Linked DNA regions of Mus musculus: region 2 is linked to region 1. A link is a contact called in public HiCAR-type data. All regions are on one chromosome and are shown on one strand. The core of a region is the stretch at or near the end of the contact, and the rest is flanking DNA. Distances in the headings are between cores, read along the strand shown. Region 1 holds the start of Otulinl (OTU deubiquitinase with linear linkage specificity like). Region 2 holds the start of Ctnnd2 (catenin (cadherin associated protein), delta 2).

The links. HiCAR-type assays count read pairs that join an accessible place to other places.
Region 2: a contact with region 1 is called in a HiCAR-type map of astrocytes, with 4 times the contacts expected there. The contact joins the promoter of Ctnnd2 here to the promoter of Otulinl in region 1. A contact is called at or near these places in 1 of 39 promoter capture datasets (liver) and 1 of 115 datasets of contacts at active chromatin or transcription factors (astrocytes).

The regions. Positions count from the first base shown.
Region 1 is chr15:27,678,975-27,684,766 of GRCm38.p6, forward strand. Otulinl (OTU deubiquitinase with linear linkage specificity like) reads right to left here and starts at 2,568. Exons shown (of 8, transcript NM_001242423.1): 1 at 2,423-2,568. The coding sequence starts at 2,477.
Region 2 is chr15:30,168,830-30,174,621 of GRCm38.p6, forward strand. It overlaps Ctnnd2 (catenin (cadherin associated protein), delta 2), which reads left to right and starts at 3,705. Exons shown (of 23, transcript NM_008729.3): 1 at 3,705-4,334. The coding sequence starts at 4,298. Gm31953 (a long non-coding RNA gene) reads left to right here and starts at 4,341. Exons shown (of 2, transcript XR_875097.3): 1 at 4,341-4,974.

The DNA.
Region 1 (5,792 bases), core at 1,318-3,817:
GGGATCTTGGCCGGACAAGTTCCCATTTAAAGCAGTTTTGTATCCGAGGGATAAACCAAACAGTAAGTAGCTTCATAACAGAAGGCAAGGATGATAGTTAGGACAGCAGCACTGAGCATTACAGAGCTTTCCATGGTCTGTAAACAACCAGAACAACTTTATATGTAATAAGTGCTCTAAGCCGCAATGGGAGTCTAAAAAAATGATACTCATTATTTTCTAAATTTTGGCTTAGCTTCAGAACATACTCCCAAGACAAAATCCTTACCTACAACAGCAACATAAAACAAATAAAAGAAAGCAAAGCTGCTTCGGATGTGGCTGGAATGCCAGACCTGGCTCATGGTATTCCCCCATGTAATGTGTGTGTCCCCCACAGTGTGTGTGAACACCAGGCCTCCCAATCCCAACACTGAGGGTCCATCAAGGAGCTAAGGAGCTCCTCACAGCACAGCTGAGGATGTGCGCGCTGCCAGGGAACTTAGGGTCAGTGGTGGATGATAGCACAGCCACGGCTCAAGCCCGCCAAGAATTAAGGACCGTGAAGTAAGATAGCTGGAGTTGAATGTAGGGAAAACAAGCATCGGCCTCAGACACAGAGGTCTGCCAAAGATGCCGAAAGGCCAGCTGGTTTTACAGCACCGTGATATCACCCCTTGTAGGTGATGGTGGCTTCTCTGAGGTTTGGAGCACTGGATGAAACAACCTTCAAGATGTCTCGTCCTTGTCCAGTATTCTGACAGGGTCTCTCTAGTAACACTGTCCACAGATGCGTGCCCCCGTGAGTTTTCAATACAGAAACACGTTTAACAATACTTTAAAAAGACTATCCCCAACCCCTTCTCCATCTCCAACAATTCTATGGGGGGGGGTCTTCTATTTTTCTTTGGTTTCTGTCAAGGTTTACTAATAGTCTTAAAAGTGGATCTATGTCTTTCTTTTAGCAAATAGTTAAGAGGTATACCAAAAGGTTGTTTCCATTTCAGCTGGAGTAAGTGACTTTAAGGCCACTGTGTCGGTTTTGTTTGTTTGTTTGTTTGTTTGTTTTTTGTTTGTTGTTTTGTTTTTGGTTTTGGTTTTTGGTTTTTTTTTTTTTTTTTTTTTTTTTTGTCTTGTTTTTGTTTTTGATCTGTTTGGAAAACAGAACCAGCGAAGAGGATCTCCTATGCTCCTAAGTCCTCCCTCAGCAGTTATATTCGAAAGGGAAACGTTTTCCACAATCTTATCCTTGAATCTCACTTTGTCCTGCAAACCTACAGCAGACCCCACAGACTGAAACAAACGAAAGGTCCCTCTCTCTCCTTGGGCTCAGCGCACTGACACGCCTTGGACTTCGTGCAGAGAAAGGAAACGTTCTTGGTGGTTTTGTTAAGCCAAAGTAGGCATTCTGCAGTCTCCCAAACCAGCTCTTTCCCAGTCATGTCCTTGCCTCTGTTTCCAACTTTCTTTTCTCTGCCAAACTAAAGGAAGAAAGAAACAAAATAAAAAATGTTCGACTGGATACGCCCACAGGAAATACTTGGCTAATTCTATAATAACCTGAGGTGCATAAAGGTTAAACAAATGAGTTAATTCTCTAAACTTCAGAGACTTGGGTAATTTAGTCACAGACTAGGCTGGGAGAGGCCTTCGGAATTAACTTGTCCAGCATGCATTTCACGAATGGTTGATGTCTTGAATAACTCCTACCCAGACACTCTAGGGTGGACTGACGTCCAGACCTCGTGTCCTGAACAGTGTTGCTTCCACTACACAACACAGTGCTGTGTCAGAAGCTCCTACTAGGACGGAGAGCAGCAATTAGGAACATTCCCGGTGTCCAACAACCCCATTTACACACTGAAAGCAAGAACACACACAGCTTAGATTCACTACTAGGCTCACATTCCTTGAGTGGTAGATGGTGAAACACAGGATCCAGCGTGTGGCCCAACAAAACCTAGAGAAACTGAACCACGGACACAGCTGTGGGACCGGAAGAAAGACATTTCATCTCTAAGGTCTTTGGAGAGGACAGACCACTGCTACCCAGTGGGGCAGGGGCCCGAAATGCAATAGCGATCTACTGTCACCCTGTCCCCTTGGTGAGCATTTTTTTCCCCCTAAAGTCAAGAGTGTTCTCTGCGGTTTACAACTCTGGTTGCTGAAAAGGTGTGGGCCACATCCTCTCAAGGCGCAAACCCCGGTAGCTTAGTTTACAACCAAGTTGCTCCCTCGAGGACACCGACCAGCTTGTCCACGCGCCCGGGTACTCCTGGATAGACCCGCCTCTCTCCGATGGCCGGGGACTCAGATGCAACCCACGCACAGCCACGCGCGCGAGGTGTAGCCGTCCCCGCGCCACAAGCACCCTTCGCTCTCCCTCGCCCACCCTCCGCCGCCACTACACCCTCCGGGAGACTGTGCTCATCCCGGCGCCCACCTGAGGTGGTCCGAGCGCGCTCCCGCTCCCGCGGCGCGCTCCTCGGCGCCTCCATGCGGGATGCGCGCCTCCACCCGCGCGCACCCTCCGCTACAGCCCGGCGCCCCGCTCGCTTCTCCGCAGCCGCAGTCCCGAGCTCAGCTACTGTGACAGCCGTCCGTGCTCCCGCCCTGAACGCAGACTGACGCCCGGTGCCGCCACTCAGAAGCTAGGGCGGAGTCTAGGGCGGAGCCTCCGCGCGAGGTAGGCGTGAAGGGCGCGGCGGCGTGGAAAGCTCAGAAGCTCAGCGATGGGAGCGCTGCGGAGGCCGCGGCTCTGCCCCTAGGGCTGCACCTCCACGCTCACCCTGGGCGTTCCACTGGTTCGGATCTAGAGTCCTCTCGGGAGCTCTGCACCAGAGCCAGAGAACTTGGGGAAGAGACTGATGGGCCGAGGGACCGAATGCCCCTCACCAGCTCAGGACAGCTTGGTGCCTCGATTCCCTGTTCACCACGGGACAAACCTGCTATGTCTGCGCCGGAGAGCTAGAGGCTGGGATCCAAAAGCAACTGCACCCGGGGCTTGTTCCACTACGTGGGGCAGGGCTTCCTCGTCTTTCTGCATGGGTCAGCACATTCGGCTAATGCGTGCTTGGAACTGTTTAGGGACGAACAAGAGCATTCTTGACAAAAAGTGGTTCCATAAAGTAATTTCTTAATTGTTAAAAAACAATACAAAAAGCTAACAGAAAAAGTAAATGGCCTAACAAGAAAAGGATACAAGATTTTTTTTGCTCCTGATTAACTAATTTGATGGACCCCTCCTTTTTTCCAGAAGAAGACAAGAGAGGGGGAGGGGAAGAGGGAGGGGGAGGAGAAGAGGGAAGGGGAGAGGGAGGGGGAGGAAGAAGAAGAAGAAGAAGAAGAAGAAGAAGAAGAAGAAGAAGAAGAAGAAGAAGAGAAGAGGAGGAGGAGGAGGAGGAGGAGGAGGAGAAGAAGAAGAAGAAGAAGAAGAAGAAGAAGAAGAAGAAGAGGAGGAGGAGGAGGAGGAGGAGGAGGAGGAGAAGAAGAAGAAGAAGAAAAAGAAGAAGAAGGAGAAGAAGAAGAGAAGAAGAAGAAGAAGAAGAAGAAGAAGAAGAAGAAGAAGAAGAAGAAGAAGAAGAAGAATCATCTCCATGAGTACTTCCTTTTTCTCCAGTGCAGACAGATTCCAAATACAAAAAGACTAGCATGCAAAATATCCTGGCAGCCTCCGGAAAAATAAGCGCCATAACTAAAGAAACATGTGGAAACAGCCTGGAATTTTGTGTGAGTTCAATAGCCTTAGGGCTATGTCAACAAGTCATTGAAACATTGCAAGTCTCTCTGGATCTCAGAACAAAGGATCAAAAGGATCGTACATCTTTAGTCTTGCCTCAGAAATCCCTGTCAGACCAAAAGCCTGAGTCAGCAGCACCAGGCAACTAAGAGAGCTGGCTCAGCGGGACTTGTGGTCCACCGCGAGTGCATTTTCCCTGTTAGTGTATTTCACGAATCCCCGCATTTGCTCGTGAGATTGGTAGGGTAACCTGGGTTCACTGGGGCCCATCTGGTGCCAGTGCAGAATTCAAACTAAGGTCTGACCTCAGTCACTCAAACATTTTTCAGCACAAGTTTCACAGAGCATGGTTGCAAGCTTGCTGTGTTTAAAAATCTCTTGTCCAACTCAGATATTTAACATTGAGGGGGTCGGTTTTCTACAGGCATAAACTATCCCTTGCGTGTCTAGGGGCCCAGTACTCCTACAAAATTAATGACTGAAGACTTAGGCCTGTCTAATGTAAACAAAGTTATGAGCAGTGACCAGAACAAATTGCCTGTTCTAGAAACTGAAAGAACAGAGTCTAATTTCTTGTGGCATGATAAAATTTACTGGACTCCCTCAACTACAAAACAAATTAGCCACCCAGTCTCCCTCCCCACCTCACACAAAATAATATTTATGAACACTGCTGTTTAGACTGGCCTAAAATCTCTTCAGTTAGTCCACATTTAAGGTTTCATGGTTGTCTCTAAAGTTCCGTTCTGTTCCCCCCAAGCAGAGTGGACAGCCTCTTAGGGTAATATTTGAAGACTTGAACCTTGAGCCAGACCACCACACTTGCCTGGACACCAGCCATGTGGTTTTCATGTGGTTAGCATGTTTTGTGCCTCACTCTCCTCACCTATAAAATGGGACCATAAGACTGTTTTCTCTTTTTCATGGGAGTTGAATGTGTGCAACCCTCTTGGGATGATGCTTTACATATAAGCATCACATTAGCGTGAGTTAAAACATACACATAGAGATGCCTGATTTGCTTTCTAGGCTACCCTTGTGTGATTAACCAGGCCTTGACAATGAGATCGGATGCTTTGTTTGTTTGTTTGTTTGGTTGGTTGGTTGGTTTGGTTTTTTTTTGAGACGGGGTTTCTCTGTGTAGCCCTGGCTGTCGTGGGACTCACTCTGTAGACCAGGCTGGCCTGTTTATGTGTTCTTAAGAAGAGAGATCGTGCACCCTTTTGTAGGACAAACACTGGTCAAGAATCCTTAGTGCTGAGCTCACAACTTGAGTATTTAGGAATGTACACGCCAAGGCTAAAGACTAAGCTCAGCAAAAACTTCACATCAACAGTCTCCCCTCAGATCTTCTCACAAATCCAGCCACCAAAATATCCACCTGAGAATGCACACGTGCAGAGATGTGCCAAGAACTGTGCTCTGAGACCCTAACTGTTACCCTGGAGCTGTCAGAGTGAATATCTAGGGCAATGGCTATAAAGGTTAGCTGCATGATAGATCATGCCCAAGTAAGACGGGGGAGGGGAATGTGACGGGTGATGGGGGGGCGGACAGGGAGAGGGGGGGTAAGAGAGGGAGGGAGGGAAAGAGAGAGAGAGAGAGAGAGAGAGAGAGAGAGAGAGAGAGAGAGAGAGAGAGAGAGAAGCGCCTGGACAGTAGTTCCCAACAACTAGCTCAACGAAGAGTTTGTTTTTATGACCATTTGAACTCTGACAATGGAATGTGAGTGTCCAGGACCACTGAAGATGTGGCCTAATGTACTTTCCATCGCTGTCAAACCATGCATTTTATTCAGGGTTACTTATTCATATACAGCCTAGAACTTATTCATATCTAGCCTCGGGCTAGAACAGGGTGATTTTTTTCATGAGAGCAGTTAAGCCCGTTGTACTTTGTTCCCATAATCATTACAAATCATTTCTATTCAAAGTTTCCTCGGTAGTCTCGTTAGCCAATAAGTGAGACAGGTACCCTTAAGGACCAACTCCCACATGAGCACTCCTTCCAAAAGTCCTTTCTTTTATTTTTAGATAAAACTTTATAAGGTGAGCTGTATATACACAAAGGCATC
Region 2 (5,792 bases), core at 2,455-4,954, 2.5 Mb after region 1:
AGGACACGGGGTGAGGATGAGCATGTTTTCAATCATAAGTTCTGCTGGATCTCCCCCTCGGATGCTTTCTTCTATTCTTATTCAATAACCCTAGTTTATAGTCATAGGGAATTCATCATCTGCTCTATTGTTCCTTATTGATTCTATAAACTTATCCCAGTAGTAACCACAGTAGATACTCAATAAGCATTTTCTGAATGAACAAATAGAAGAATGAAAGAATGTTCCCATCATATGAGCTTTAGTGTAATAAGAGAGTCTACTCAGAGTGCAAAGTTTTTAATCAAATGACCCTGGCCCTGCTCTTTGCAAGTGTGGCTAAGGGAGATTAGTTAATCGCTTCTTTCTTTCTTTCTTTCTTTCTTTGTTTCTTTCTTTCTTTCTTTCTTTCTTTCTTTCTTTCTTCCTTCCTTCCTTCCTTCCTTCCTTCCTTCCTTCCTTCCTTCCCCCCTCCCTCCCTCCCTCCCTCCCTCCCTCCCTCCTTCCTTCCTCCCTTCCCCCCCTCTCTCTTTCTTTCGCAGTATCATTCTAAAGTAACATGCTGTATCTTTTATGCTTGTTATTAATAATATTCATCATATAAGTCAGATGTCATATTACACAGATGGGTTACTGTTACAGAAACTTCATTGTAGAATTTAAATAATGGTATTTTAAAAAAGATTTATTCTAATCATTTATATGTCTATATGTATCTGCATGAGAATACAGTACATGTGGAGGTTAGAAGCAGGTGTCCAATCTTTTAAACGAGTTATAGGTGGTTGTACACTGTCTCACATGGGTGCTGGAGCCAAAGTTAGATCCTTTCCAGGAGCAGTATGTGGTTTTAACCTCTGAGACATTGCTCCTGCCTATAAATTACAAATTTTAAGAAATTACCACAACTATTGGTACTTAAATACAGGACAGAAATAAAATTGTTGACATCTAGTTATACTTCTAAATTTCAACAAACATCAACAGGTAATACATTTTAAAAATGTCAAACCACCATTTCCTAGTTAAATTTCATTATCTTGATATTTTACCAATAAAGAGATTTTCTTCTAAAGTCAACACAATCTGAACTCTAAAACTTGACATATGACTTTACAAAATGTGTTTCATTAATACATTTTATTCTCAAAACTTAAGCCAAACTTCCATGTAAAAATGTTTGCTTCATATTTTAAGTTGATTTTGAAAAATCAAGAGAAACGTGTTGCTTTGAGATGTGATTTCTACACTGCGTTGCTCTAATGATGTGCAAACAGACGAGGGACAATAACGATTTGCCATGTAGCATTCATTGATCAATATAATTCGAAACCACCAGAATAACAATTTTCTGGACTCAGAGTGGATGTGTGAATTTAGGATTCTGCTCCTCACTGGAACTGTCAGAAGCAGCAAGCAAAAGATGGCAGCAGCGAGTCGTCCGAAGGCTCAGCACCACACAGGAACACTTCACCCTAGTTTTCACATTATCTAATTGTGAACTTAATAATATCTCCAGTTACAAATAAATCTGGAAGGACAGAAATCATAAATGTTTCAACGAAGTGCATCAAAGAGTAAATGAAATCCTTGTTGTTTAGGGCATGTCTGCTTCTTAAAGATCCCACACCTACCACAAGAAGTTCTTCAGGGACTGATCATGGGTGTTGCCATAGCGATCAATAAATCAATGGGAATTTTGCGATTTCTCATAAAGCAAAGCAAACAACTTTTCTCTCATACTGGATCTTTTTGGATATAAACATATGTATATGCTATAAGGATAGGATCTGTGCACCTACTACGATATCTGATTTTGTCTTAGTCTCTTCCCTGTCCCCACTGACTTACTGACTCCTTAAAATTCATAAGGAGAAAAACAGGGATCCAGAGAGATGGCTCAGTAATTGTGCTTGTTCTGCAAGTTTGAGAACCTGAGTTCAGGACCCCCATAGAATGACTGGTGAGGCCATGTAACACACCTGTAAATCAAGTCTTGAGGGGACCTGGAGACTGGAGGTTTTGGGGGGCTTGTTAGCCTCTAAGTTCACAGGTTCAGTGGAAGACCAAGTCTTAAAGAATAAAGCCAAGAGGGACAGAAAAGAACATTATTGAGTTCTCCCTGGTCTCCGGGCATCAGCACACATATTCACATAGACCACATGCCTCACATACATACATACACGTATCTCTCACACATGCTAGCACATACAAATCACACAAGTACAAACAGAAACAGACACACAGAGGCTAAGCGCATCTTTTATTATGTAACACACACACACACACACACACACACACACACACACACACGAGATGTGACAGCTGGTGTGCCTTACAAGCCCCAAATTCCAGATTCAACTGAAGCTGATGTGGGAAAAAAAAAAACAAAAAAACAAAAAAACAAAAAACCAAACCTGCAAATGACCACATATCTTCCCTCACAGGAATCAGGCTATGTTAATGTCACACCAGCTTCGAAGGAGAACCTACACTGGAGAACAACTTTTGGGAGTGAGACTGAGCCTACTAGAGGTAGATGGAATGACTGACGGTGCACATTTCCCTGTTGTGAACAGTCATTACTCAATCTCTTGTCTGTTCCTTTACATATTTAGTCTGCTTAACTTTTCTTTCCACTTGCCTCAGCCTTTCACTAACTCCAGAGAATAATAGAGGCTATCTCAGATTTAATGCAAGCATTTTGACCTTGTTGGATAATCTCTTGCAAACTGAATAGAAATGTCCCTGAGATTACTGAAGCTGGAACCCCTCTTATTACAAGTTCGGGGTTCCTGGTCCATTTATCTGTGTCTCAGAAAATGGCTCTGGGAAAGAGTAGGGTGGGGTGGGCTGGCTTCAAAGTAAGGATCTTTGGTGGAATAATTATGGGACGTATTTGTCCTGCATGTGACTGACAGACTTTGCAGCCACACAGGGACATAGATGAAGGTCCTGAGGGCCTGCCTGCCTTGGAACTTGGCATGGGTTTCGTTTTCCAACAAGACTTTTCATAGTGTGACTTTGCTTGCTAGATTTAGCACTCTGTGTTGCCTAATGACTGACTAACTGAGAGACATTCGGAAATCTCAGTTGGAAATGGAGCAAGCTTCACAGACTCCACCGCGGTCAGTGGAGGAGGAGCAAAGTTTTCATTTTAGCACGGGACAATGGAAGAGAAGAGGAAAACAGTCGTGGAGGTGTCCAAGAAGACAACTGGGTGAGACGTGACAGGAAGACGAAGAGAATTCATTAAAGCTCTAGATCCAGCAAGGGTCTTCCTTGTAGGAAGTTTACTCATATTCCAGATTTTAAAACCAGACTGAGTTTGCATAAAGCATAATCAGAGCAGGAGGTGGTGGAGATGGGGCCCCAACACTACGAAAGAACCTTTCACAGACGTCATGCGTTCTTTGCTTTGGAACCCTAGAATCTACAAGAACATCCACCCCCATCCACTAGCTTTCATGGCTGGCCCGGTGCTCTCCTTAACTCACAAGCTACTCTAAAACCCCTCAATCGCTGCCCCTTTGCAGACCAACATCTGCCCCGCAGAATCAACTCTCCGCGTAGGCTCTATCTCGGGTGCTGTCTGTTCCCGGGGATGCGCGGCCCTCTCCCAACCTGAGCCGCCTCCTCCCATCTCTGCTGCTGTTGCTGCCGCCGCGAAAACCAGAAGTGGAATTCGCGTGGCGAGGCGCCGCGCTCTCTCGGCGGCACTGGGCATGCTCCGCACCCGGGGCAGGTTTCGGTGGTGGGGCGGACGCTCGCTCGCTCACTAGCCAAGCGCCGGAGCCGGCCGCCGCGGCTGAGCCGGAGGCTGAGCTGCGGCGCGCGGCGGGAGGAGCCTCGCTCTCGGCGGCGGCGGCGGCGGCGGCGACACAGGTGGCGCGGGCGGCGCGCAGGGCGCAGCTCGAGAGCGCTCGGCGCCGGGCGCCAGGGCGGCCCAGGCTCGCGCCCGCGGCGGCAACCGGCCGAGCGGAGCGGCGGGCGCGGCGGCTCGGTAGCCCGGCCCGAGCCCGGGGAGCCCCGCGGAACCCTGAGCATCCCGCGGCGCCCGCCGAGTCGGGCAGGGGGCGCTACGCTCGCCGCGCTCGGAGGGGCGGCCGGGCCGGGCGCTGCGCACTCGCGTCGGGAGCCGCCTCTCGCCTGCCGCGCTCGCCCCTGCTCCCCGCCAGCATCACTTGTCCCGCGGCCGCGCTCCGACAACAAAAGCGGAGGATGCTGCAGCTGGGCAAGGTCAGGACCTTGCTCTGAAGCCGGGCGGCGGCGCGCACGCCTTTCCCCCGACTGAGGAGCTGTCTTTGGCGGCGGGTGCATGTTCGCCAGGAAGCAGTCGGGCGCCGCGCCGTTCGGTGAGTTGCCTTAGCTGAGCTGCTGGAGCCGGGCGCATCCTCCGGGCGTCGTCCTCTTGCTCACCGCCGGTGGGGGTTGGTCCTCCGCTTCCAGCGGGGCTAGGGGTGGCGGCGGGCGGCAGTGGGGTGCTGTCTGCCCCGGGGGAGGACCGCGATCCTACCGGCTCCCCTCTTGGAAGGCGGCTCTCCCCGCAACGGGGTCCGGGGTCAGTGTCTTTCTTGGAGCGGTTACCAAGTGGCTTCTCCGCGTGCTCCCCTCCCTGCCACCCCTCTACCTCGGAGGACGCGTATATAGGGCAACACCGACTGCTCCCCGCCACCCTCCAGAGCAACCCGGTTGCATTCATGACGTCCCTAATATACCGGAGAAGACGGGGTGGGGGCGGGGAAGACTTCCTTCCAGTCTTTTGCCCTTATGTTCAATGTCATTACGATGTTTGGCTAGAACAAAATGGAAAGACTTAGTCATATGCGTCCATGGCCGTTTCTTCAGTCTCCCGCTGCTCGCCAGACCCAGACCCCTTTGGTCTATATTTAGCGTTTCCGAGGAAGCATTTTCAGAGGGATTCACAGGCTTCCGGGGGCTTCTCTGTCCTGACAATAGATAGCGAGGCTCTGGAAAGCGCTGCCTGACAGCCAGGTTTGGCAAGGGTGCTTGTGCATGGGAGATAGGCGTAGCGATATTTGGGTGATTCGTAATTAATGGCTGAAAGCAAAGCTGCGTTTCGCTCCCCCCTTCCTCTTCTTCTTGTGTGTAATGTGTTTTCATCGATTGATACTCAGCATGTTGAGCCACTCTGTTCAGAGTAAAGTCTCTAGGAAGGAGGTGCAACCTCCTCGGTCGGAGGGTGGGGGTCGGAAAACAGACTTGGGGGCTTAGAGGGATGTGCATCTCTGTATTTTCCACAAGGAGCCACTTATTTCTCAAATACCCAAAGTTGCGTTTTCACTGTAAACACCGGGGTAATGAAGGGTGTGGAAGAAGAGGATAATAGAGGGGGAGGCTGTGCTTGCAAGGGGTTTGTATTTCCCTCATTTGAACTGATCTGCTGTGCTTCAACTCTGCAAGGCTGTATACGTATGCATGCCTAATGTTCTCTAAGAGATATGTTGGCTTAGAAAAGAGATATGTAATGAGCAAAAATCAGGCCCGATAAGCATGACGGACAGTTCACTTTTAGGAACTGTGTGACTGATATTTAAGACGCCGAGAATTTTCTGCATTGACTTCCATGAAAATGGGGAGGTGTTGCCCCTGCCCATGAGTTACCTCATTTTGCACACTTCCACTGGTGGTAGTTCAGTTGATGTGCCCGCTGGTGAGCATGTATCAACATAATTGGAAGGCTCCCCAGCCCCGCTACTAAAATCCAGTGGAAGATTGTTTGATATGACTCCTTTTGGATTGCCAACGTAGAACAGTGCATGATTTGGGGGATCTGATATATGGGAGGTATG